Regions from separate parts of the Mus musculus genome. Here all the other regions are linked to region 2. The links are chromatin contacts, called in public HiChIP or PLAC-seq and promoter capture Hi-C maps. All regions are on one chromosome and are shown on one strand. Each heading gives the region's core, a stretch centred on a gene start, on an enhancer-like site or on the middle of the called end of the contact. The rest is flanking DNA. Distances are from core to core; before and after follow the strand shown. Region 1 holds the start of Mt1 (metallothionein 1). Region 2 holds the start of Dok4 (docking protein 4). Region 3 holds the start of Cfap20 (cilia and flagella associated protein 20). Region 4 holds the start of Slc12a3 (solute carrier family 12, member 3).

Region 1 (6,351 bases), core at 4-2,503, 700 kb before region 2:
AGGTTTTTTTTTGGATCTTCCCACGCAGAGGGTATTGCTGTGTTGTCTCCTCCAAGAGGAAATATCCGGAGGAAGGAGAAACGCCCTGGGTAATATTATACTACCAAACCAGTGGGTTGATAATAGAAAGACACTTGTATCTAAACCACCATGAAGGAGGAGGAAGAGGAGGAGGGGGGAGGAGGAGAAAAAGGAAGAAGAGAGGAGAAAGAAGGGGAGAAGAACGGAGAAGAGGAGGAAGAAGAGGAGGAAGAGGGAGAGGGGGAAGAGGAGGGGGAAGTGTGTGTGTGGGGGGGGGGAGTGTCATAGCCCAGCACCTGGTGCCTTCTCTGCCTACAGATGAACTTTGTACAGAATCACAGCAAGAGAACGTGGGACAAATACAGGAGCGTTAGTGCCAGGCAGTGCTGGTTCACAGCCGTTGTACTACTGACTGGATATATGGCCTGGGCAAGTCACTGAACCTCTGAATCCTCTGTCCTTGTGTGTAAATAGAATTTGCATCTCTCTATAGGTATTAAATGAGAAATTGGTTTAACTCCTGGTTCTGGCATAATAGACATATTGCTGGTGGTGGTTCTACCACAGTTAAGCAAAAACCTGCCCAAAGTCGTATAGCTCAGAAGTGATGGTATGCATGAGCCAACAGTGTAGCTGTTCTCTTGCCCAGGACACAAGGCCTGCCTGACAGCAGACTCTAATGTTACTCAAAATCAGAAGCATTAAAAAAAAAAGAAAGAAAGAAATAGCTGACTTTATTTTTTTTATCTAATGCAGTCCCCACCTAAAATGATCTCTCTGGAGGGAGGGTACCTTGGTTTTTAAAACCAGCCTGGAGTAGAGCAGATGGGTTAAGGTGAGTGACCCCTCAGCCCTGGACATTCTTAGATGAGCCCCCTCAGGAGTAGAGAATAATGTTGAGATGAGTTCTGTTGGCTAAAATAATCAAGGCTAGTCTTTATAAAACTGTCTCCTCTTCTCCTAGCTTCGATCCAGAGAGAGACCTGGGCGGAGCTGGTCGCTGCTCAGGAACTCCAGGAAAGGAGAAGCTGAGGTTACCACGCTGCGAATGGGTTTACGGAGATAGCTGGCTTTCCGGGGTGAGTTCTCGTAAACTCCAGAGCAGCGATAGGCCGTAATATCGGGGAAAGCACTATAGGGACATGATGTTCCACACGTCACATGGGTCGTCCTATCCGAGCCAGTCGTGCCAAAGGGGCGGTCCCGCTGTGCACACTGGCGCTCCAGGGAGCTCTGCACTCCGCCCGAAAAGTGCGCTCGGCTCTGCCAAGGACGCGGGGCGCGTGACTATGCGTGGGCTGGAGCAACCGCCTGCTGGGTGCAAACCCTTTGCGCCCGGACTCGTCCAACGACTATAAAGAGGGCAGGCTGTCCTCTAAGCGTCACCACGACTTCAACGTCCTGAGTACCTTCTCCTCACTTACTCCGTAGCTCCAGCTTCACCAGATCTCGGAATGGACCCCAACTGCTCCTGCTCCACCGGTAAGACTCCCGATCCTTGGTCTTTAGAATACCAAGTTGGGACCGCAGAGCGGAATCCCCGAGTTGTAGAGGCTTGGCGGGAATAGGCACCTTTAGTTGGCGATTCATTCCGGTTCTTTCTAGAATCCGCTCTTGCAAAAGCCTTCATTAGTTACGAGTATTGTCGAACGGGTCCTTTGGCGGGGTTGGGGCTAGGATTTAGACGCGCAAATGTCCGGTTCCTGATCACCCAGTTAGTGGGGACATCTGGGTTGAGTCCCAGGCATTACTAAACTTACTGTGAATTGCTTGAATTAAGAAAGAGGTGAAGGACCTTTATGTCTTGGGACTCAAAGACATAATCCCTGACTTAACCTGTGAGGAGAAAAGTGGGGCTAGGCTCCCTGCAGCTCCGAGGAGGACTTAGTGAACTGAGCCGGGACTCGTGGTGTTGGCCACTGCTGTAATGCTGCCTCCCTCATGCTGTCTTCTTTCTCCTCCCCAGGCGGCTCCTGCACTTGCACCAGCTCCTGCGCCTGCAAGAACTGCAAGTGCACCTCCTGCAAGAAGAGTGAGTTGGGACACCTTGGGTGGCGGCTAAGGCTAGGGGCGGGGAACTCCTACAAAACTGGCTCTGAGAAATGTCCTTTGCTTCCCGGAGGCCATTGTATTGTCTCGGGGACAGAACTATACAGAGAACTATTTAAAAAAACCGAGGTCTTCTCTGTTGGGGACAGGAAGCAGAGGTCTTCAGCCAGGCTGACCTCTTCCTCCTCCTTTCTAGGCTGCTGCTCCTGCTGTCCCGTGGGCTGCTCCAAATGTGCCCAGGGCTGTGTCTGCAAAGGCGCCGCGGACAAGTGCACGTGCTGTGCCTGATGTGACGAACAGCGCTGCCACCACGTGTAAATAGTATCGGACCAACCCAGCGTCTTCCTATACAGTTCCACCCTGTTTACTAAACCCCCGTTTTCTACCGAGTACGTGAATAATAAAAGCCTGTTTGAGTCTAACTCTGGTTTTCTTGGTGTGGTTTGGCAATAAGAAACTGGGGTGACTTGATAGTCTGGGGATCTGGTTTTGGACCCCCTCGTGCCTTTACCTCCCGCCTCTGGCCCTCACAGAGGGGTAATGTCTTTGGGTAAAGCCAAGCTATCCCATAAGCTTCCTCATGGAAAACAGCTGTGTGCCTGGTCAGGTCTTGTGTTAGGGGAAGGGAGGGAGGGAGGGTGGTCCTGGAAGACTTGATGTCCCATCCTGGAAGCACAGAAAATCTTATCATTTATATTCTCTTTGGATTCTGGTTTCCTCTCACATTGTTGGGTATAAGGAGGTGGGTATGAAAATTAACATAGGGTGTCTCGTATGCTAGGCAGGGACTAACACTGAACTAGATTCCAGAGGGGCTTTCTTGGCTGTTTTGACACAAGTTGCTTACCTTGTCCTAGAACTCATTCTGCAGTCCAGTCTGACCTTGAGTTTTTGATTCTCCTGCCTCAGCTTCCCAAGTACCTGGGATTACAGGAGTGACTGTGTCACCAGGCCATCTCCTATTCAGCCACCAAATGCAGACACTATTGCATATGCCATCAAGATTTTGCTGAAAGGACCCTGATAAAGCTGTCTCCTGTGAGGCTTTGCCAGTGCCCAGCAAACACAGAAGTGGATGCTCACAGTCAGCTATTGGATGGAACACAGGGCCCCCAATGGAGGAGCTAGAGAAAGTACCCAAGGAGCTAAAGGGATCTGCAACCCTATAGGTGGAACAGCAATCTGAACTAACCAGTACCCCCTGAACTCGTGTATCTAGCTTCGTATGTAGCAGAAGATGGCCTAGTTGGCCATCACTGGGAAGAGAGGACCCTTGGTCTAGCAAACTATATGCCCCAGTTCAGGGGAAAGCCAGGGCCAAGAAGTGGGAGTGAGTGGGTAGGGGAGCGGGGTGGGGGTAGGGGTGGGGTATAGGGGACTTTTGGGATAGCATTTGAAATATAAACGAAGAAAATATCCAAAAAAAAAAAGATGGAAAAAAAAGTGATAAAGAGCGTGGGTCCTGCCTGTAATCAAGATATTTGAGATGTAGCAGCAGGAAGGCCAGGAATTCAAGGCTAGGTATTAAGTTTTTTTTTTTTTTTTAAAGATTTATTTATTTATTATATGTAAGTACACTGTAGCTGTCTTCAGACACTCCAGAAGAGGGAGTCAGATCTTGTTACGGATGGTTGTGAGCCACCATGTGGTTGCTGGGATTTGAACTCCTGACCTTCGGAAGAGCAGTCGGGTGCTCTTACCCACTGAGCCATCTCACCAGCCCCAGGTATTAAGTTTTAGAGGGTAGCCTGGGCTACATGTGACCTTATGTCAAAAATAAGTGTCGCCGGGCGTGGTGGCACACTCCTTTAATCCCAGCACTTAGGAAGCAGAGGCAGGCAGATTTCTTGAGTTCGAGGCCAGCCAAGACTACACAGAGGAAACCCTGTCTCGGAAAAAAAAAAAGTGTCACAGAGTATGACAACTCCCAGATGTTTGGTCCCCAGATGTTCTACATACTTTGATTTTTAATTTGTGTGTATATGTGCCTGCCCATGCACACACACACACACACACACACACACACACAAGTGTTTGTGGTGAACGTGGAGGCCTGAGATCTTCATTACATCCCACCTTACTTTGTGAGAAGTGATCTTTTTTTTTTTTAAGATTTATTTATTTATTTATCATATGTAAGTACCCTGTAGCTGTCTTCTGACACTCCAGAAGAGGGAGTCAGACCTCATTACAGATGGTTGTGAACCACCATGTGGTTGCTGAGATTTGGACTCAGGACCTTCTGAAGAGTAGTCAGTGCTCTTGCCCACTGAGCCATCTCTCTAGCCCGTGAGACGTGATCTTTAGCAGGACTTAGAACTGTATTTCTGCTAGACTGGATGTCTAGCAAACCCTGGAGATCCACCTCTGTCCGCTCAGCACTGGGCTTAGATTTGGACTGCCCCTCCGGGCTAGTTATGTAGGTGCTAAGAATCCACACTACAGTGAGCCTCAATGGTGGGCAGCAAGCACTCTAAGGATAGACCCTAACCCCTTACTGCTTTTATTTTCTACACACCTTACACCTGATGCATTTTCTAGGCACCTTAAACACCCCTGCAGGGAACGCCCTCAGCACTCAGCTCAGCCACACCCAACAATGTGACATTGGAGTAAATGATACTATTTGTACGAAGGAAAAAAAAAAAGCTCAGAGAACACAAAGTACACTTTTTTGAAGATTCGACAGAAGACAAATATATGAACTCAGGGGGAAATTGATTAACCTCTGCACACAGCTGCTCACTGCAGTGTCCCGTGTGCACACACCTGCAGCTGCGCTGGCCCAGACATCCCGAAGGAAGTCAGTGATGGCCCCGATGGCCCCTGTGCACACCATATCCCGCCTTGGGAGGGCCTCCACTGTTGTGGCTTAGGTGACAGTTTCTTGCAAAGTCAGGATGAATTTGCTCTTTCAAATTCCAGTACTGTGACCAGGGATTGAGGACCTTTCCCACGTTTGTAGTCTTCCAACTTTAAATGAAGTACTTTGTGTCAAAAACTGCCCAGTGGACTAGGGAGGGTTCACTGGCTATGGAGAGCCTAGGATAGTTTTAGGCCAAAACCCGCACCTATTTGTATAAACAATGGAAAGCAGAGACAAAGTCCCGTGTCTGTCCTCTTTCTAGGTACAAGGGAAGGAGGTGGAGACAAAGACTGGCAATGTCACAGAAGCGACACCTACACACACTAACCTTACTCTCACTTTGACGGGAAGAGCAAGGTGACTACCATAGTGAAGAGTTGAGGGTGGGAAACAGCCAGGACTAGGTTCTTGGAACTTTAATAGGGAGGAATGACCGGCAAACTTGCTAGAACTGGCCAAAAAAAAAAAAATCAGGGTGATTGCAAGCAGCGTAGAGCTGAGCGCAAAACCCCGCCTCCTGCGGGCCGCCCAGTGGCGGGCGCAGAAGAAACGCCCCCTGCTGGGTGCACCCTCTGCACGCGGAGACTGCTCCTGGTGGGAAGCTTGCGCTCAGCTCTGCTACACTTGGTAGAACTAAGGCAAGGACGAGTGCGCTGGTGCTGCGAAGAGGGCGGGGCTATTGCACACAGCCCAGAACCCACTTAGAAGCTGCCAGTCTTCTATCCTATTACCTATTAAGCCTCCCGGGGTGCGGGGGGTTCAACCTCTTCAAATTGTTCAGGGAGCGGAAGTGTACATTTCTGCACAACCCAGCCAGCGGCAAGCCAGCTGAGAGTCATGGGTGCAAAGTGTTGGCAGGACCTTTGCACGCAGAGTGGGGCTTTAACTATAAAGTGAGCAGCAGCAGGCAGGTTCCTTGGTTTCTGTGTGCCTCTCAGAAGCCTAGCTGATTTTTTGTTCATTTCTTTGAACCTCAAGTCATTTGCAGTGGAAATGGCCCCCAGCTGCTCCTCTGCTCCTGTGTCCCTCATAAAGGATTTCAGAGCACACGTTTTTTTCTGAAATAAAAAGTATTAGCTCGGAACACCCCCAAGACTAAGGTCTCAGCACCGACATGGTGAAGTTATTTGGCCCAGAGGGCCAGAGGGCAGGGAATATGGGACAAAGACGGGAGATAGAGGACTAGAGAGAAAGGGAAGGGGGACAGATTGGGGTGGGCAGGAATATTTGTCCTGGAGAAACAGAATACTGTCTCTGGGTCGAGAGGAGGCAGACTTGGCACACAGGAAAGTGGTGATTTATATACCACCAAGGGGAAACTCTGTGTTAGGAGGGGGTGTTTAATTTTAACTGGGCGTGTTAATTAGGTGAGCCAAAGGGGGCTTTTGATTGCCGCACTTCAACACTTTGATAGC
Region 2 (6,081 bases), core at 1,016-3,515:
TCTCCTCTATCCTAGTAGTATCAATGTGGATGGCTATTCCTGGAGGGATAGTAGCTGCCTTAGTCCAAGCTACCACAAACAGCAAAACTGGACAACACACACTGCTGCCCTTCCCAGCCAGGGCAGCATCCTGTAGGGAGGATACAGGAGGCGTTCTAGAGCCCTCCCTACCCACCTGCCCCATAGGCTGCACTAAATGCTCCCTCCCAGAACCCTGCCTGGAGGCCTTGGCTCGAGAACAAACACCACAGAGCCTGAGTCCTGCCTGGCCAGGCTGCCCCACCCTTGACAGATCTGATCTTATCAGGGCTGCAAATCAGCCCTACCTGGACACTATCTCACCGTCCTCGGTCTGTTTTCACTTCACAGCAGAGATTTGATTGCAGGTGGGTTGTCTCCACCTTAACTACCAACTGCCCCATCCCTGTGTGGTTGCTGTCTGCGACCAGCAGGGGGCGCTTCCATAGATCCCTAAGCCCCAGAAGGTTTGGTCCAAGGAGAGCCAGCCACAAGTACTGAACCAGGCAGAGCGAACATGGGGGGGTCAGGACATCTGAACACTCATGGTCCCCAGCAATGTGGTCCAATGCCTCATACCACTGCTGTCTGTTCTCCCCTGGTACCCTGCCACCTCTCAGTACATAAAGCCTTCTCAGTAAAGTTCACTGCGCTTGCTTTTTCCTGCCTCTAACTAAACTCCCTCCCATGGTCTCAAGTATATTCCACTGCCTCATTTGGAGCTCCGCTGAAAATCTGCCTCCTCCTTCAGGCCCTCCTGACACCCTGGCCTTGCTAATTAGCTGTCTCTCAACATCCAGTGTTTCAGTCTGTCACATGTCACTATGAGATTTGATGTTCCCGGTTCCTTCATCTGTCACTTGGCCATGTAGGGACACCTACAATGACAGTTCCCAAGCCCCTTCTATCTAGCTATAGCTCCATCCCAGTGACCAGGACACTGATAAAGGACAGAGTGGATGCCAATCTAGGGAGGGACACTAATTATATCTAGCATTGTCCCCATCCTTTCAACACCATTATCAGCTCTGCTTCCAGAGAGTGTAAGCGGCAGCGGGCTCCCACTTCTCCACATCTCGGTGCCAACTGGCAAGACCAGCAAAGTCCAGGAGAACCAGCCGGGTCCGTGATCCACAGTTTGTTCAAAGCTGCCTCAGGGGACTTGTGCTGCTGCTGACACTGTCTGAGCCTGGCTAGGGGCCCCACCTTGGCTGGGGTTGTTGGATGAGGTCACATCCAGCCTGGTGCCCTGCCCAGGAATACCCAGCACCCAGGCACAGAGACTAGCAGCAGAGCGAGAGGGACACAGCTCCTGGGACCTACCTGGGATACCTACACAGCAGCCTGCATTTCTCCGAAAAGGGCCCTCAAAGAATGTGCAGGAAGCGCAGCCCCTGGAGGCTGTTGGAATGTGCTGGAGCTGACACCTGGCCCCTGGCTGCCCTGTCTTATCAAAGCCCTCCATCCAAGTGTCTGGCAATTGTTTTGCTCCCACCGCTCCACGCAGGCAGATTGCACAGAACTCCCGACTGCCCAAGGCTCCACTCCGGTCCTTATGCTGTGACAGATAGCTGTCTCCAAAAGAATGTGTACAGACTCCCAGAGCCAGAGGAGAAAGGTTTTAAGGCAGGAGGCTGCTAGCCCGGAGGACTGCAATGAATAGGAATGCCACTTGCAGGTCGGATAGGCAGTAAAAGGAAAGTGTCTCTTGGAATTTGGGGAGCAGGAAGGCGAGGAAGGCTGCTTCCGGGAAGAGGCTCAGGGAACCGGGGATCTGGGTTTCTCTGATGGGTTACATGGGGAATACAGGTGAGGTAAGACTCACACCTGCGCTTCCTAGAGATGGGAGCTGGTTGAGGACGGCTCAGGGAGTTTCAGGGTCTCGCTGGCTTCGAGAGGCGCGTCTGAGTCCTCCTTCCTTAAAGTAGGACGCTCCCATAGCTGGGAGAGCCCGCGGGCTCCGGAGGTGACCACAGGCGCCCCAGGATGAGAGTTGCGGGAGTCTCACGTCTCGGTGAGGCCTAGGGATCCCCCCCCCCCCCCGCGCTTCGTATTCCCCTATTTACCTAGGCGCCGAGGCCCGGGCCGGGGCGCTGGCTCCGCGGGACGCGGGGCGGGCTCATGCCCGCGTCTCGGCGCGGCCGGGAGGGGAAGGTAGGGTGGCGGCGCGCGGCTCTGGTTGTAAGCTAGAAGTGAAGCGCAGCCGCCAGCTCCGGATCCAGAGGAGACTCGGGAGGTAGCTGGTTCTGCTGATCCGCGACGCCACGCCCCTTGAGGCCACGCCCCGCGCCGCCCTGGCGCCGCGCCACGCCCCACCGCCACGCCCCCGCCCATCCCTGGCATCGTGCCACGCCCCTTCTCGGAGCCACGCCTCGTCCCGGAGTCCTGCCAAAGTCTTATTACTAGGACAGAAATTTCCGCCTGGCAGTCTAGCCCTCTGCTCACTTCTAGTACCCACCTCAGTCGCACCAGCTCCTCCCTGAGCTCTAAAACTCAAACCCACGTGGTCTTGCATCTGCTGGAGGCTGAACCCTATATCAACTCCCAGTCCTTGAACCTCACCTCCCAACATCAAGAGTCAGTACCCTGCTAGACATACACTTTGCTACCATCCAGTCCTGCTCAGTACCTGCCCCACTTCCCCAATCGCACACTCAGCTGCACTCTGTGAGAGATTAGCCTAATGCATGAAGGAATCAAGAACCCAGTACCCACGCATGTATATCCCCTGCCCCGTATCCTCCCAACCCTACCTCCCCACCCCCTCTGCCGGAACACTAGAGACTCAGCCTTGTCCAGCAAAGTAAAGGAGCCATTTTCTGTCCGCTTAAAATGTCCCAGGATTGTCACTAAAGTGTGTGTTAAGTGGAAGCCACGGGGCTATAGGACAGGAAATGGCTTTCTTCTTCCTGGATGCTAAACTGAACCTCCTGACCTTCCCATGACCTCCTGACCTTCCCATGCAGCTTCCAAACTTGACCCTCTGCTTTACTTCAAACAGCAGCTCATAAAGTCCTCAGCTCTCAAGCCCTCAGAGTGAACTGCTTTCATCCTGGGACACTGCTAGAGAAGCTGTATGGCCACAGAGAAAAAAAGAGAGTTTCAACAAAAAGAGGCCTCTTAGCCTGGCCTAGTAGTACTTGTCTATAATCCCATGCTGAGGCAGGAAGCTGATGAGTTCAAGGCCAGCCTTAGTGAGATCCTACTTAAGAAAGAAAGAAAAAGAGAGGGGGGGAGAAAGAAAGAAACAAAAAGAAAGAAAGAAAGAAAGAAAGAAAGAAAGAAAGAAAGAAAGAAAGAAAGAAAGAAAGAAGAAAAGAAAGAGAGAGAGAGAGGAGGGGGGAGGGAAGGAAGGAAGGAAGGAAGGAAGGAAGGAAGGAAGGAAGGAACCTTCTCTAGGTTCAATCCCCTGAACTGCAAATTAATTGTAATAATATAATGAAATTTAGAAGTATCATCTCTAAGTGGGATTCCTAAACTTCATTCTCTTTCAAAATTTTTACTCAATATCTACTTCTACCCACTGTGCTAATTCCCTTTTCTTTCTTTCTTTCTTTCTTTCTTTCTTTCTTTCTTTCTTTCTTTCTTTCTTTCTTCCTTCCTTCCTTCCTTCCTTCCTTTCTTTCTTTCTTTCTTTCTTTCTTTCTTTCTTCTTCTCCTCCTCTTCCTCTTTCTCCTCCTTTTTTTTTGACACAGGATTTCTCTAGCAGTCCTGGAACTGGATGTATAGACCAGGTTGGCCTTGACCTGCCTTCTTCTGCCTCCCAAGTGCCACCATACCCAAATTTGTATCTAATTTTTGGCTTTACACTTATAAATCTGTTTGTAGATCCACATGCGGGTGGATGGTCTGACACAGAGTCAATCTGAGTCCCTGATGTTTTCCTACCCTGAACGTTAGCAACTTGAAGTCACCATAGGGAGTTTCTATATCCGCAAAAGTGTCCCTCTGCCCCCTTCCTTTCTCTCCTCAGTAACCCTGGGGGACATCTTGGGGTTCCCCATTTCTACAGCTGGTCGAAGGTTTCACAGCTGGAATCATAAAAAGTGTAATCCCTGGTGGTTTTTCACTTGGTAACTTTTGTTAGTGGTGACTGAACCCAGGGCCTCTCAGATGGTAGGCAAGGGCTCTACCACTGAGCTACATCCCAGCCTTAGTTTTTACTTTCTATTTCAAGACAGGCTCTCAATACCCAGACTGGCCTTGAACTTACTGCGTAGTCCAGGCCAGCCTTAAATGTGTAATCCTGCCTCAGCCTCTGGAATAGCTGGATTTATCAGTTATGTGTCCAGAGAGAGCATCTTGCTCAGTTTAGTCAAGCCACAGCATGAATCCATAGCTGCTTTGGTGGTTGTATTGTATTGTATTCCAGCATTCTGCTGTATGGGTGTACCACCATCTGTTTATTCATGCACCATTCAAGGACATCTGGGTTGTCTCCAGGTTTTCTGCTATGGATGTTGTGAATAGGTTTCTGTGTAAACTCATGCCATCCTTCTTGGGTAAATGCTACAGACATAGTTCTGAGCTGTGTAATTACAGGTTGTCACTATTTATTTATTTATTTGTTTGTTTGTTTGGCTTTTTGAGACAGGGTTTCATTGTGAATCCTGGCTGTCCTGGAACTCACTCTTTTAGACTACTTTTTAATTGCCAATGCAATAGTTATATCCTTTAACCTTCCTAGCTGCAACAAAGGAGTAATTTATCCCATGCTCTCCAGCATTTGATTTCATCACTACCTTTTCAGTTTGGGGGGCTTTGTGACAATGAAAAGTTATATCTCATTGTGGTTTGTTGTTGACTTTTGAGAGTTCTTAACATATTGGAAGTACTGGACCTCTTTTGAATATGTGGTCTGCAAATATTTTCTCTGTTCTTTACCTCTTACCATATATGTAATGTATTCTCTTCCCTACTTTTTCTGTGTATGTGTGTGTGTTTATGTATATGAGTGACCTATCTTCACACGTACCCAAAGAGGGCATCAGATCCCATTACAGATGGTTGTGAGCCATCAGGTGGTTGTTGGGGATTGAACTCATGGCCTCTGGAAGAGCAGTCAGTGCCCTTAACTGCTGAGCCATCTCTACAGCCCCCTGTTTTGTTTTGGTTTTGGTTTTGGTTTTTTAAAGGATTTGGGTGGTGTGTGTGTGTGTGTGTGTGTGTGTGTGTGTGTGTGTGTGTGATTGTACGTGAATGGCACATGTGGGTAGATGCCTACGGAGGCCAGAAGAAGGTGTTGGATCCCTTGGAGTTGGAGTTATAGGTGGTGGTGAGTCACTCATTGAGCGTGGGAACCAAATTCAGGTCCTCTGGAGGAGCATTGAGAGCTCTTAACCACCGAGGTCTCTCAGCCTCATCCTTCCCTACTCTTCCCTTTCCTTCCTTTCTCCATCCCTCCCTCCCTCCTTCCTTTCCATCATTTCTGTGCAAGGAACCAAACTCAGGGAATGCGGTACCACTGAGCCACCTCCCAGTTCAACTGATACTCTTATAAAACAAAGCCATTTAAATTTTTATAAGGGGCATATTCATTTTTCCTTTTGAAGCCAGTCTAGAAAATGCATTTTCTTTTTATTTCACAAATTTCATAATTTTCGATTTTACATTTAGATCTCTGATCCTAAGGGAAGCATGGCAGCACGTGCCTAGGATTTCAGCATGGAGTAGGCCGACAGAGATGGATTACTATGACACCTTAGGCTACATAGACTCTGTCTCAAAGAAACAAAAATGTAAATCAAATGATGATCCTTGTTGTGGGGGTTGGCCAGGGTTGGGGGAAAGCTGGTGGTTTGGTTTTTTGTTTGTTTTTTTTTTGAGGCAAGAGTTTGATGTAGTCCAGGCTACCCTCAAACTCATTATAAAGTTGAGGTTGGCCTTGAACACCTGATCCACAGTCATTTGCCACTGTACTGGCTAGGTTTGTTTGTCAACCTGACATGAGCTGGAGTCATCAGAGAGGAAGGTGCCTCAGTTCAGGAAATGCTCCCATGAGATCCAACTGTAAGGCATTTTCTCAATTAGTGATCAATGTTGGAGGGCCCATCGTGGGTGGT
Region 3 (6,102 bases), core at 1,257-3,756, 560 kb after region 2:
CCAAAGGACAATGACTACATCACCTTAATTTCAGAAGCCTAAGCAGATGCTACACCTAATCTTTCAAGATCGTTTTTCATAGAAACCAAATAGGCATTTTCTCTGTGCACAAACGCAAAAGTCAGAATAGTAAATACTTGTGATATCAAAATAAGGACTCAAAATAATCATCCCAGTCAGTGTGTAGTGCCTCCTGGCAAAGGGCCAAGGCACAGGTTGGTAATGTAGACAGCCCTGTCGCCCCTACCCTACAACCAGACTCTGACCTTATTACAGCTTTGCCTTAGTTCCCAGGAGAAGGGTGATTTTCTTTGTACAAGGCCTATCACTCAGATGTTGCTCAATAAATCATTGATAAACATGACCAACTCCAGTGTTTCCTTGACTGGACTGCATCCCCAGTTACTGAGATCGCTTAACTGAGGAAAAGCCTGAATACAATAAAGCTGATGTGGATAGGCCTAAACTTCTTCTTTTTCTCTTGCCCCCTCTTGCCTCAGTTGGAGAAAACTTCTCCCTTAAACACTAGTTTGTCAAATCCAAACAAGAGTTAGAAACGTAATTAATTCCTGTTTTTGCAAGAATGTCTGTTTAATTTGCTCCATGTGACTCTGCCCTAATAATGTTGTGTATGTTGTTTATGTCATCAGGGTACCACTGGACCTTTAGAGGCGTTGTTAAGGGACACAGTGCACCATGGTTACTCTGCTTTCTATGCCATGTGTAAACATGTTGACTAGTCAAAAACTCGGGCTTGAAAGAATAAAACACATCACAGAGAAAAGCCAGGGGGTAAATGAACCCTCTGATAGACGCTCCGACACTTCTTTCCCATCTCAAAACAGCATGTTCTCCAGCCCTGTTCTGACTGCTTTACACCAACACTTCAGACAGCTCAGTTTCCAAGTTCAAGCAGCACACAAGCCTGCTCTCTCTCTGTGCCCTCTGGCTGTGCAGAACAGGCAAGATACCAAGGCTGGTGAGCACCCTCCCAACACTGCCAGGTGGACTGTCTCTGGGTTCTCCCTGCAGGTCTCATTTAAGAGCTCCTGCTGCTTCATTTCAAAGTGAACGAACACTCAGGAGATTGTGGGATGGGGGGAGCTAAGGGTCCGCTTCCTATGGGATACTCTTGACATAACTCTAGCTATGGATCTGAAAGAGTTGGTCAGACTGCTTACATACCAAAGGCCAGATCTTGAGGAACTCTCAACTGTCTTAGCCAAATGACAAGACACTCCCAACAGGTTTCTCTCAAAGCTGTCCTCAGAACACACGACTGCCTAGCAGTGACAAACAGAAGGCAATGCAGGTACTCTGTCAACCACTGTGTGTCTCAAAGCCCTTCTCTGTGAATTAGGAAAGACATTGTTCTAGTCCTACTACGAATAATCTTGACTTACTCCACCCATTCTATATACATCTCTATGAACACCACACTAGGCATATCACCTCTCTCCATCTTCCCCAGCCGAGGGCAGAACTAAAGATATTCCCTAAATCACCTGGCTTCCACATTAGAGTGACCACTTTATATTCAAAAACAAAACAAAACAAAAAAACGGTCCAGCTCACTGCCCCAGGAATCTTCATGAGAAAAGAAACGGCAAGGCATTTCATCTAGATCTTAATATCTCCAAAAGTGAACAGGGAAGGCCACCATCTCATGTGGCAAGCAAAAACACCATCCATTCTAGAGGACGGCTGGATAAAAATACAGAGGCTTGATACTGGCTCTCGAGAAGCCCCTAACAATCACCTTTTTGCAGGTTTCCCAATGGAGAAGGCCAGTACAGGAAGAATAGTACGGACTCTAAGTTACAGAGGGCTCGCAGCAAGTTCCAAAGGTTTGGCTGTCGACGGATGGAGCTAATGAATGGGATCAGAACAAGTCTGGCTTGGCCGGTGCTCAGGATGTCCGGGGAAAAGGCCCTCCGTATGGAGTGCAGCAACAGTGCTTGGCACCAGCGAACACATGCATGTCTTTCTTCAAAGTGCTATGCGTTTCAAGCTAGGCTGTGGGCACTCTGCCCCCATTCTACTGACCGGGACGTCAAGGCTCGGTAGCCACTCCATCACGTGGGCGGCTAGTCGGCCCCACCCCCGTCCCGCCCCCACCGCTCACCTTTTTGTCCCAGATCTGCAGGGGCTTGCTGCCGATGCTGTAGAGGATGGAAAGGAAGCCACTCTGGAACGTGTTCTTGAACATCTCGCCAGCCGCGGCCCCGCAGCCGCCGCCCTAGGCCCGGGATTGGAGATCGGCACCGAGCGGCGAAAGAGAGCGGGTGCCGCCGGTCCGAAGGTAGGACGCTGAGAGCTGCAGCCACTGACGGCGGGAAGCGGCGGCGTGACGCAGATCCGTAAGCCTCGGTGAGCACCGAGCCACCTCAGCACCGAAACCACAGCAACTGCCGCCCGCGCCGCCGAGCCTGCCGGAGAGGAGGCGGAGCGCCGCCTCGGCCCGCCACGGATCCCTCCGCACGCTTGGGCCCGCCCCTCGGAGGCGCATTGCCCAGTCCTGCCGCAGAAAGAACGGTTTCCGGTTCCTTCCGCCCTTAGGCCCGCCCCTTCCTGCCCCCTCGGGCGCGGAACTTGGTTGCCAAGGGACTATTCCCCGCCCCTCCCCGCCGGGGCCCAGACTTGGTTTAGAACAGCGGAAGGAGACTTTAAGTTTACCTCACGTGTTTACAGTGCCTGCGTGGTGTCATGGGAACCGGGAGGCGCGTGGAGGGGTGGAGTCATGCCAGACCCCTCCCCCGAAGGGCGGGAAGAGTGAGGAAGGTGGCTTTGTGCCAACGACAGATAAATATTATCCCTGGGTGTGTTGACTCCAGATTTTAATCCTAGTACCGGATTAAATCCCAGCAGAGGTAGAAAGATCTCTGAATTTGAGGTCTACATATCGAGCTCCAGGACAGCCAGGACTCAGAGACACCCTGTCGCAAAAAACAAATATTGGTTGGCCCAGGAGAACGTGTGAGCTAATGAACCAGTATTGATTGCCCAATTTACATCATCACCTTTAATTATCAAGTTACAGTGAATGAGCTGCTGTAAAAGCAATACTCTGGGGGAAAGCGTATCTCTTTAAATGCATTGATTCGAAAAGAAGAAAGCCGGAATATTAAGATATAAACAAAAATTAATAAAATCTTAAAAGTGGAATAGTTGAGTTGAACCGACAGCTGATTTTTTTAAAAAAAGTGTGTCAATTTCTGGAATATTGTAGGAAAGACATACGCTGTGTATTTCAAGTAGAAGGAAATCTCAAGTGTGGAAGACTTCCACCAGTCGCTGAGCGTCTTCCTAAATGGTGTTCCACCCAGGCCTGTGTTCTGGCGCACAGAAAAGAGTTTGAAGCACAGACGATCACTTTAGCAATTTTAACGATCATAGTTGCAAAGTTTACACATTTACTATGTGACGGGTATATGTGATGCCTTACCCTGTATTAACTCACTCTACCCTCACACCAAAGCTTTGAGTACTCCAGCCAGAATTTCTAGATATCGTGAAAACTATGTGAATCTATTACTATATAAAAATGAAACTTGTTATATGGAATTAATTTTTGCATGATATCTGGGAATTCTTTATGTACTCTAAGCCAAGTGAATAATTTATAGCTTGATTGTTTTTAAGTTGTTCAAAATATCCTCGGGGCTGGAGAGATGGCTCCGCTGTTAAGAGCACTGGTTGCTCATCCAAAGATCCTGAGTTCAATTCCCAGCAACCCCATGGTGGCTCACAACCATCTGTAATGGGAACTGATGCCCTCTTCTGGCCTGAAGGTGTACATACAGATAGAGAACTCAGAAACAAAACATAAATAAATAGAAATCTTAAACAAAATCCTCAGGAAAAAGATTCAAGATAAGAAATGATGGTATACACTGGAAGGAGAGGCCCATTGGACTTGCAAACTTTATATGCCCCAGTACAGGAGAACGCCAGGGCCAAAAAGTGGGAGTGGGTGGGTAGGGGAGTCGGGGGGAGGGTATGGGGACTTTTGGGATAGCATTGGAAATGTAAATGAGGAAAATACCTAATAAAAAATATAAAAAAAGAGAAATGATGGTATATGAGTTCTGATGGTGATTTCAATACTGCACATAACTAACCACTTGGCGTCTTATAGAAAGTAAATTATTTCTAAAAATAATTCAGCAGTACTAAGTCTGGAAATAGAAAATGGAATGAGTAATAGAAAATTAAGGTGATAACTAAGCCCCTCAGAAGGTTCTGAGCCCTGTCTCATTTTTTTCTGATTAATGTAATATAGATATTGAGGAAACTATAAAAAGTAACATTTATAATATCACCATTTGGAAATAATTGTATGCCTCTCTATTGTCTCCACACCTCCCTGCATTGCCCTCCTTCTCGGCCCGCATCCCACCACATATTAATGTGTGCAGGTAGCCACGGAAGCTGTCTTTGTCCTAAAACAGACAAGAACTGAGCACAGCATCCCTTGCTGTGGTTGTTAAGATCCATCCTTTGGGCCAGTGGGTGTGGAATCCGTCACTGTCCTCCCAGGTAGGCATCTACATTTATCTCTCCCCTTCTCCAGGAATGGCCATCTTTATGCATATTCCACTTAAAAAAAACCAGATGAGAATTTCTTTGGCTTGCATGTCTGCTCTAGAGTAACTAGATCTCAATAAACACACATGTTCAATTTGACCAAACAGCTCTTACAAATCATGTAGCCATTTACATTCCCATAGACAATGCTTATAGTCACAATTCCTGTTAGTCTGTTTTCTTAAATTTACAAGTCTGAACTATATACATGTTGGTTTGGCTTATTTTTCATTTTCTGATGACTAATATTCTGGCTCATCTCATCATGGGCATTTAAAATTAATTTAAAGTCACTTCTTTCTTTCTTTTTTCTTTTCTTTTTTTTTTTTTTGGTATATATACTTGTATGGGTGCTTTTCCTGCATGGATGTCTGTGCACCTCTCATGCGTCTATAGAGGCCAGAAGAGGGCCTGGAATTACAGAGAGTTGTGAGCCATCCTGTGGGAACTAGGAATCTTACTGGAAGAGCAGCCAGTGAGTGCTCTTAACCACTGAGCCATTTCTCCCACCCCTCTTCACAGGTATTTGAATTGCTTTTATTTGGGGCTGGCAAGAGGATTTAGTTGGTAAAGACACCTGGCACCAAGCCTGGTGATCCGACTCACTTGGTAGAGAATGAATGCCTGCCAGAAGTTGTTCTCTGAGCTTCCTGCACATGCATCTCTCTCTCGCCCTCTCCCCTCCCCCTCCCACATTAAGAAAATTTAATTTCCAATTGCTTGTTTGTGTCTTTTGCCCAGGTCTCCACTGAGGCTCTTTATCCTTTATTGAATTGTGAGACCTAGCACTCACTACACAAGCATCTATCACTGAGTGGCACTAGATAGGAGATAAAGAAGGATGGGGGTTGGGGGGGAGGAGACAGAGACACGCACAGAGAGAGATCCCTTATCTAATTTCTTTCTTCGTTTGTTTCTTCTTTAAGCATGACTACTAGCAAGCCACAACCAACCCCCAGACTGATCACCAACCACCAACCCTGCCTCTCAGGGCCCTAGAATTTATAGACCCGCTGAAAATCTCCCAGAATTCTATCTGCAGCGGGCAAAACCATGCCTCTGCTAGAGCAAGAGGCAGATCATAGTCAGCTGGTGTGGACAATCTGAAGCAGCCCCGAATCCCTCCACCTGGGGTTAAAAAGAAATCACATCCTTGTAATATTTGTGTGTTTTCTTAAAGAGACCAAAATTCCAGAATTGTCACTATACTGGTTTGTCTAATATTCATGGGGTCTTGTTTTTCTATTCAGGTTTTACAGTTAATTTATTGCTCAATTTTGATTAGGATTAGATTGGTATAAATTTGTTTAACAAAAGTATCTTGCTGAGCTTTCTGATGCACACCTTTAACCCCAGCACTCTGGAGGCAGAGGTAGGCGGATCTCTGAGTTTGAGGCCAACCTAGTCCTATAGAGTGAGTTCCAGGACAACCAAGGGGCTACATAGATCCTTTCTCCAATGAGAAAATAAAATAAAACAAAAAACAGACAAACAAAACAACCCACTTGCTTTCAT
Region 4 (5,557 bases), core at 1,959-4,458, 550 kb before region 2:
GAAGCAGCCCTACATCCCTTGCAGCTAACATGAGTGCTTTGCAGAAAGGAAGAACTTATGTGCCAAGGTCATTCAGCAATTTCATAGCCTCTTACTCCTGGCTGAAAACCAGCCCTGGCCTCTTCTATCCCAAGATCTTTATCAGGAATTTTCCGTAGCTGCCAGGGCACAGTGTGTTGGAATGGTGTGGGGATGCTGGGGAGCTGTGATTTTTGCCAGGTAGCTGGCGATTTAAAACTCAGAAGATAAGATCTACCCCAAGGGCCATGGACCTGCTGGGGGGTGGCGTGGGGGAGGCTTTACAAATCTCACCATCCCTGCCAAGGTAGAAAACTGGCCCGGAGGAGTCCTTGGCCCCTGAGTCCTTACTTCAAGCCTTCAGCCCTGCTGGAAGCTGGCAGAGGAAAGAAGTGTTTATGTCTTCCTCTGCCCGCCACTTAATGTCCAATAGAGGCAGGATCTGTGCCATGGGAATCCCCAAAGACCCCTTGTAAGCTCGTCTCCACCTGGCTTAGCTCTCCTTGGTTCTAGTCTCCATTCATTCCCTGTACAACCAACAAGCACTTATTGAGCCCGTGTCTGAAACTCTGGTTGGTTGAGATAGTCGCTGAACAATCTATTGTGCGAGGCCCCTGCCTCTGTGGCTGACTTCCTTTCCAAGAAATTGGAGGGAACACTGCCCCTCCATGAAAGGGAGCACTGAGGTCTGAGAGCATCTCCATGCTAGTAGGGTGACTCTGGGACGGTCTCTAACTGGTCTCAACACCGTCTTCCTAGCTAGACACATTTGCCCTGGTCTCTCTAGCCCAGAGTACCAGGGGCCAGCTGGGTCTCTTGAAAGCACCCACCAGAGTGCAATTTCCTGTTGGAGGTAGCAGGGCCTGGATGCCTTGGGGCAGGTCCTCTAGGGGATATGGGTAGACTCTGAGAAGTAGGGCCTGGAGTGCTTTCCTCTAGTTTCCTCTGGAAGATACTGGAGCCTGAGCCTGAACAGAGTCCCACCATGAGTAGACAGCAGCCCTCTGACCTTCACCCACCCTAGGTCTCCATAGGAACAAAGCAGGTAAAAGGCCTCCTCCAGGAAGCCTTCCCTGGTTGTCCACAACACCTTGACCCTTCTCCAGTGGTCCACTCCTCCAGCTGTCTGCTGACCTCCCAGCTGGTCTGGTCTGTTGTAGCTGTAGCTTCCCATGAGCCCTTGCTCCACCATGGCTTCTCTGAGTCCCTGGGCTCCTGCTGCCACACAGCATGGGGTGCTGGCTGGTCTGTTGGACAGTGACAAGAGTCCTCAGATCTTATTTTAAATTCCATAAACTTATTTTAAATTTCATTAAAAAAAAATCTTGTGCCACATGTGGTGGCACACGCCTTTAATCCCAGTACTTGGGAGACAGAGGCAGAAGGATCTCTGTGAGTTCGAAGCCAGCCTGGTCTACAAAGTGAATTAGAGGCCAGCCAGGACTATTACTGTCTGGAAAAAAAAAATCTTGCAAGTTAATAATAATATTCAAACAAAATTTAACCATACCCAAGGTCAGTACAACTTAGTGAACTTCTATACAGTTAGAATTGGCATAGAAACAGAAGCTATAGAGCTTCATGTTAAATTTTACACCTTTAGTGTCAAATGTATTTTTTGCAATTGTCCACCATCCAAATCAAAAAATAAAAAACTGTGACGGAGTTAGAACTAGGAATACATCAGCTTTTTGTCCCCTTTCTGTGTCCTGCTCTTTGTGCCATCCTTCCTCATTCCTTTATATTCAGCCTTTCTTATGCTCTTTCTTCATGTTATACTGTACCCACGGGTACTTTTGTTTTTATGCATACATATATTTTTGGCTAGATTCCACAGGAGGGAGAGTGTGTGGTTTATTTCTGAAGTTGTATGATCTCACCTAATATTCATACTGAGACTGTCCATTTTCCCGAAAACATTTTAACTTGATAGCCAAGTAGCATGCATATATATAATTTATACTTATATAACTTATGTATACATGGTTTATACATATACATAGTTTTTTTTACCCATTCATTTGTTGATTGTCAAGGTCGATTCCAAATCTTTGTTATAGTCAATAAAGCAGCAAGAAGCATGTACCGTCGTCTCCTATTCTTGTAAGGGGCTGGGTCACCTCACTGGGAAGTAACTGAGAGCAAATTCAGGACATGTGTCTGGGAGGGCAGAGGGAGCGGGCTTTAGGGTAGCCCTAAGCCTCAGATGATTCAGGGAAACACTGGGTGGTTCCAGAGACAGGGCAGGATGCCAGGCTTTTGTGCCCCACAGCCATGGATTACTGAACGCCCAGCCTCTTAGGGAAAGATAGTTATGGGTGGGGCCATTAATGTAAGGGCTGACTCTGGGACCCCTCACAGCTACAAGTCCATTGCTTTCTTAGGACACATCCAACATCCACTAGTTCATCATCAAGACCCAGAGTGTCTTTCATACCCCAGGGCAATGCCCCTGCAATGGCTTAGGAGCCTTTGCTGACCAGATCTCCTACTTCATGGGAACAATGCATGGCTCCAGGGAGGGAAAGACCAGTTGCTCTGGGCTCCAAACTACAGCCCCGTAGGCCAGCCTGTGAATGTGTAGGTCAGGCTGCACTGTGCCTGTTTACCCTAGAGGCCAGTGGCCAGCACCAAGCTCTCAAGGTTTGTCAGTCAAGAGGTGGCTGCAGGTCTGGCTTGAGGCCACTAATCACAATGGCTTATGTATATTGAAATGTATCAGGAAAGACGCTGAGACTGTGAGGGATGGAGATCGGAAGGCAGACTTCCTTTTTTTTTATATGCATGTCCTAAGATGACATCCATTCAAACTAGTAAATAAAATGAAAGAAATACATTGTGCCCAACACGAGGACTGTTAACCTGCAGTGTAGGTAGGCACCTTGCAGCAGGCCTTCTCTGGGTCCTCTCTCATGTCTGCTGCTTCCTGGGTCCTAGCTGCAGAACCTCTGCTACCCTAGGCTTAGAAGGGCTACTGCAGGACTCAGGGATGTGGCCCTGGCTCTAGCCCAGCCCTCCTGCTCCAAATTGGCCCCTGTGTCAATGATCAGATAAATGGGGGCAGGACAGCAGTTGCTATGGCTCCGCCCCCCACCCTGGCAGAGACCCTGCTCACTTGCCATGGGCGGTCTGGACCAAGCTCCCGCCTCCTCCCAGCCTATAAAGCCACCCTCAGTGCCCTTGCCCACTCTTGTCCCCTCCTTTGATACCCAGAGCCATAATGGCAGAGCTCCCCGTGACAGAGCTGCCTGGCGATGCTCTGTGCAGTGGGCGCTTCACCATCAGCACACTGATGGGAGGCGATGAGCCCCCACCAGCTGCCTGTGACAGCAGCCAGCCCAGCCACTTAACACACGGCAGCACCTTATACATGCGCACCTTCGGTTACAACACCATAGACGTGGTGCCGGCCTACGAACACTATGCTAACAGCGCTCTGCCCGGTGAGCCCCGGAAGGTGCGGCCCACCCTGGCTGACCTGCATTCATTCCTCAAGGTAAGCAGAAGTTCAAAGACTGGCCGCTTCCTGGCTGGGTAACGTTGGCATGATTGCCCAACATGTTCTGTCATTCGTGTTGTGAAAATGACTGGGCATCTTCCTCTAGGGTCAAGACACCCAAATGAATAGTGGACAGAGGTGCCATGAAGCTTGGGGGCACAAGTAATACATATTGTCCAGGCACCGGCAGCACAATGATAGCATAGCCTGCTGCTTATACAAATGCAGGTTGCACACCGCTGGGAGAGACTGTGAGAGGGAGGGAGGGAGCATGGTGAGCCCTCTCAAATATTAGCTCATCGGCTTCGCTGTCTGGGAGGCTGGAGGGTCCAATCCCTGTCACCTCACGGTTTCACCAACAGTTGGATGTTCTAACCTCTAACACTCTTCCGTGTTTCAAAGCTTCCCTCTGAAGGGACCAAACAAGACCCCTTGTTTGAATAGGGATGCTGAGATAGGTACTGGGATGAAGGTCCCAGAGTAGGCTGCGGTTGGTAGGAATACGAAATAGAAGATGACCATGCTGGAGTCCAGGCCTGGGTTCAAGACTCTCTGTGTCAGAGACCTGGTGTGTGGCGTGTGACATACTGCTTCACCTCCCATCCCGTGTCACTTCTCAGACTGCAGGCTTGTCAGACTCCAGCCCTCTGCCCTAGAGGGGAGGAGCCTCCCGGAGCAGAAGCATTCTGAATGCTCAGCTTGCTTGCTCTCTCTGGTGTTTCTCCAAGCTTCGAGTAGCATTGTACCCAGGAAGCTGTCCAAGGGCTGCCTGTGTGGCAAAGTGGGGCAGGCAAGACTGAATACAGACACCCAGCCCCTAACCCCCATTGCCTGACTCCTATTGGTCTCTGGGCCCCCAGCAGGAAGGTAGCCACCTGCATGCCCTGGCCTTTGATGGACGGCAAGGTCGTGAGCTGACTGATGGACTTGTGGAAGATGAGACAGGCACCAACAGTGAGAAGAGCCCTGGAGAACCTGTTCGCTTCGGCTGGGTCAAGGGGGTGATGGTGAGTGGCTGTGGCCCGGAGCTTGATGTCTAGACAGGGTGGGGGTAGAGCCCCATTCAGCCTCAGCTTTGACTCTCAGGCCCTAGTGAGCAGTTTAGACCTGGAGCTCAGTTTGGGCCTCAGTTTCCCCATCAGCAGTGGCCTCCAATTAATTGTATTTGGCTTCCCACAGTTCTTGGGCGCTCTTGGCCAAGACCCAATCCTAAGAAGATCTCTGCTTAGCTACTCACTAGTGTTGTAGCCTTAGGAAAGTTACTTAGCTACTCCTGCCTCAGTTTCCTCACCCGTAAAACTGAGCATTAAAATAGTTGTTAGGTGTGAGAGTTCTTGGATCAATGCCTGCTAGGGGGTTATTAGAAGAAATTCCCCACATGGCCACTAGAGGGCAGCACTAACATACACATCGACAATCCCTCCTCTCCCATCGCATACCATGGTACAGCCTAGTGTTAGCTGTAGTATGAAGCATAAGTAACCCTTCAGGAAGTAAAGACTCAATGCCCTTGACTTTGAAAGACAATATAGGGTTCTACAAAGATGTGGGGATGGGGTACAGGAGAAAGCAGAACCAGAGCCTTCACCCCCTCCCCGGGGGCTCCACATTCAGAGTTGGGACACCCCCCTGATCTGTGTTAGCCAGAACCAGGCACACCCTGATTTTCATCTCAGCAGATGTGAGCCCCAGAAATCTCATGAGTGTGAAGGTCACACGTCCCTACCTGGCCCTAGTAGTTGGCAGGGCCAAAGGCCTTGTCGGACCCTCCCATTTGGAATTTCAGCCCCAGTGATGACCTCTGGCTTTGCCTTTAATATGGAAGCAACCTGAGCTTTGATTTCTGCTCTACGTGGGGTGCTGGCTTCCCCTGGCTTTTGCTGATGCCTTCAGAATACTATGCCCGGGGTCAATAAGCTGCCCAAGGCAGTGGCTGGCCAGGCCTCCACGGCAGAGTGGGAGGAGGTGGGATAAAAATTGTCCTCCCCTTTCACCCCCAAGCCAGGCAGTCTGATCCCATGGGAGGGAGAGCACAAGAAA

Evidence for each region. Promoter capture Hi-C pulls out the DNA fragments that hold promoters and counts their contacts. HiChIP or PLAC-seq counts read pairs in DNA pulled down with a chosen protein or histone mark.
Region 1: a contact with region 2 is called in an H3K27ac HiChIP or PLAC-seq map of microglia, with 8 times the contacts expected there. The contact joins the promoter of Mt1 here to the promoter of Dok4 in region 2. A contact is called at or near these places in 2 of 115 datasets of contacts at active chromatin or transcription factors (microglia and pancreatic cancer cells) and 2 of 9 other capture datasets (liver and pancreatic islet).
Region 3: a contact with region 2 is called in an H3K4me3 HiChIP or PLAC-seq map of bone marrow-derived macrophages, with 3 times the contacts expected there. The contact joins the promoter of Cfap20 here to the promoter of Dok4 in region 2. A contact is called at or near these places in 1 of 39 promoter capture datasets (neural stem cells), 1 of 484 Hi-C or Micro-C datasets (memory CD8 T cells), 1 of 115 datasets of contacts at active chromatin or transcription factors (bone marrow-derived macrophages) and 1 of 9 other capture datasets (adipose tissue).
Region 4: a contact with region 2 is called in a promoter capture Hi-C map of neural stem cells. The contact joins the promoter of Slc12a3 here to the promoter of Dok4 in region 2. A contact is called at or near these places in 3 of 39 promoter capture datasets (liver, neural stem cells and pre-B cells) and 1 of 9 other capture datasets (liver).

Annotation. Positions count from the first base shown.
Region 1 is chr8:94,177,836-94,184,186 of GRCm38.p6, forward strand. It overlaps Mt1 (metallothionein 1), which reads left to right and starts at 1,254. Exons shown (of 3, transcript NM_013602.3): 1 at 1,254-1,503; 2 at 1,988-2,053; 3 at 2,267-2,492. The coding sequence starts at 1,476. The coding sequence ends at 2,358. Gm39228 (a long non-coding RNA gene) reads left to right here and starts at 5,584. Exons shown (of 2, transcript XR_001778759.1): 1 at 5,584-5,829.
Region 2 is chr8:94,874,047-94,880,127 of GRCm38.p6, forward strand. Dok4 (docking protein 4) reads right to left here and starts at 2,266. Exons shown (of 9, transcript NM_053246.3): 1 at 2,085-2,266.
Region 3 is chr8:95,432,363-95,438,464 of GRCm38.p6, forward strand. Cfap20 (cilia and flagella associated protein 20) reads right to left here and starts at 2,507. Exons shown (of 6, transcript NM_008187.2): 1 at 2,126-2,507. The coding sequence starts at 2,209.
Region 4 is chr8:94,326,000-94,331,556 of GRCm38.p6, forward strand. Slc12a3 (solute carrier family 12, member 3) reads left to right here and starts at 3,209. Exons shown (of 25, transcript NM_001205311.1): 1 at 3,209-3,514; 2 at 4,378-4,524. The coding sequence starts at 3,239. It also overlaps a transcript of Nup93 not described here.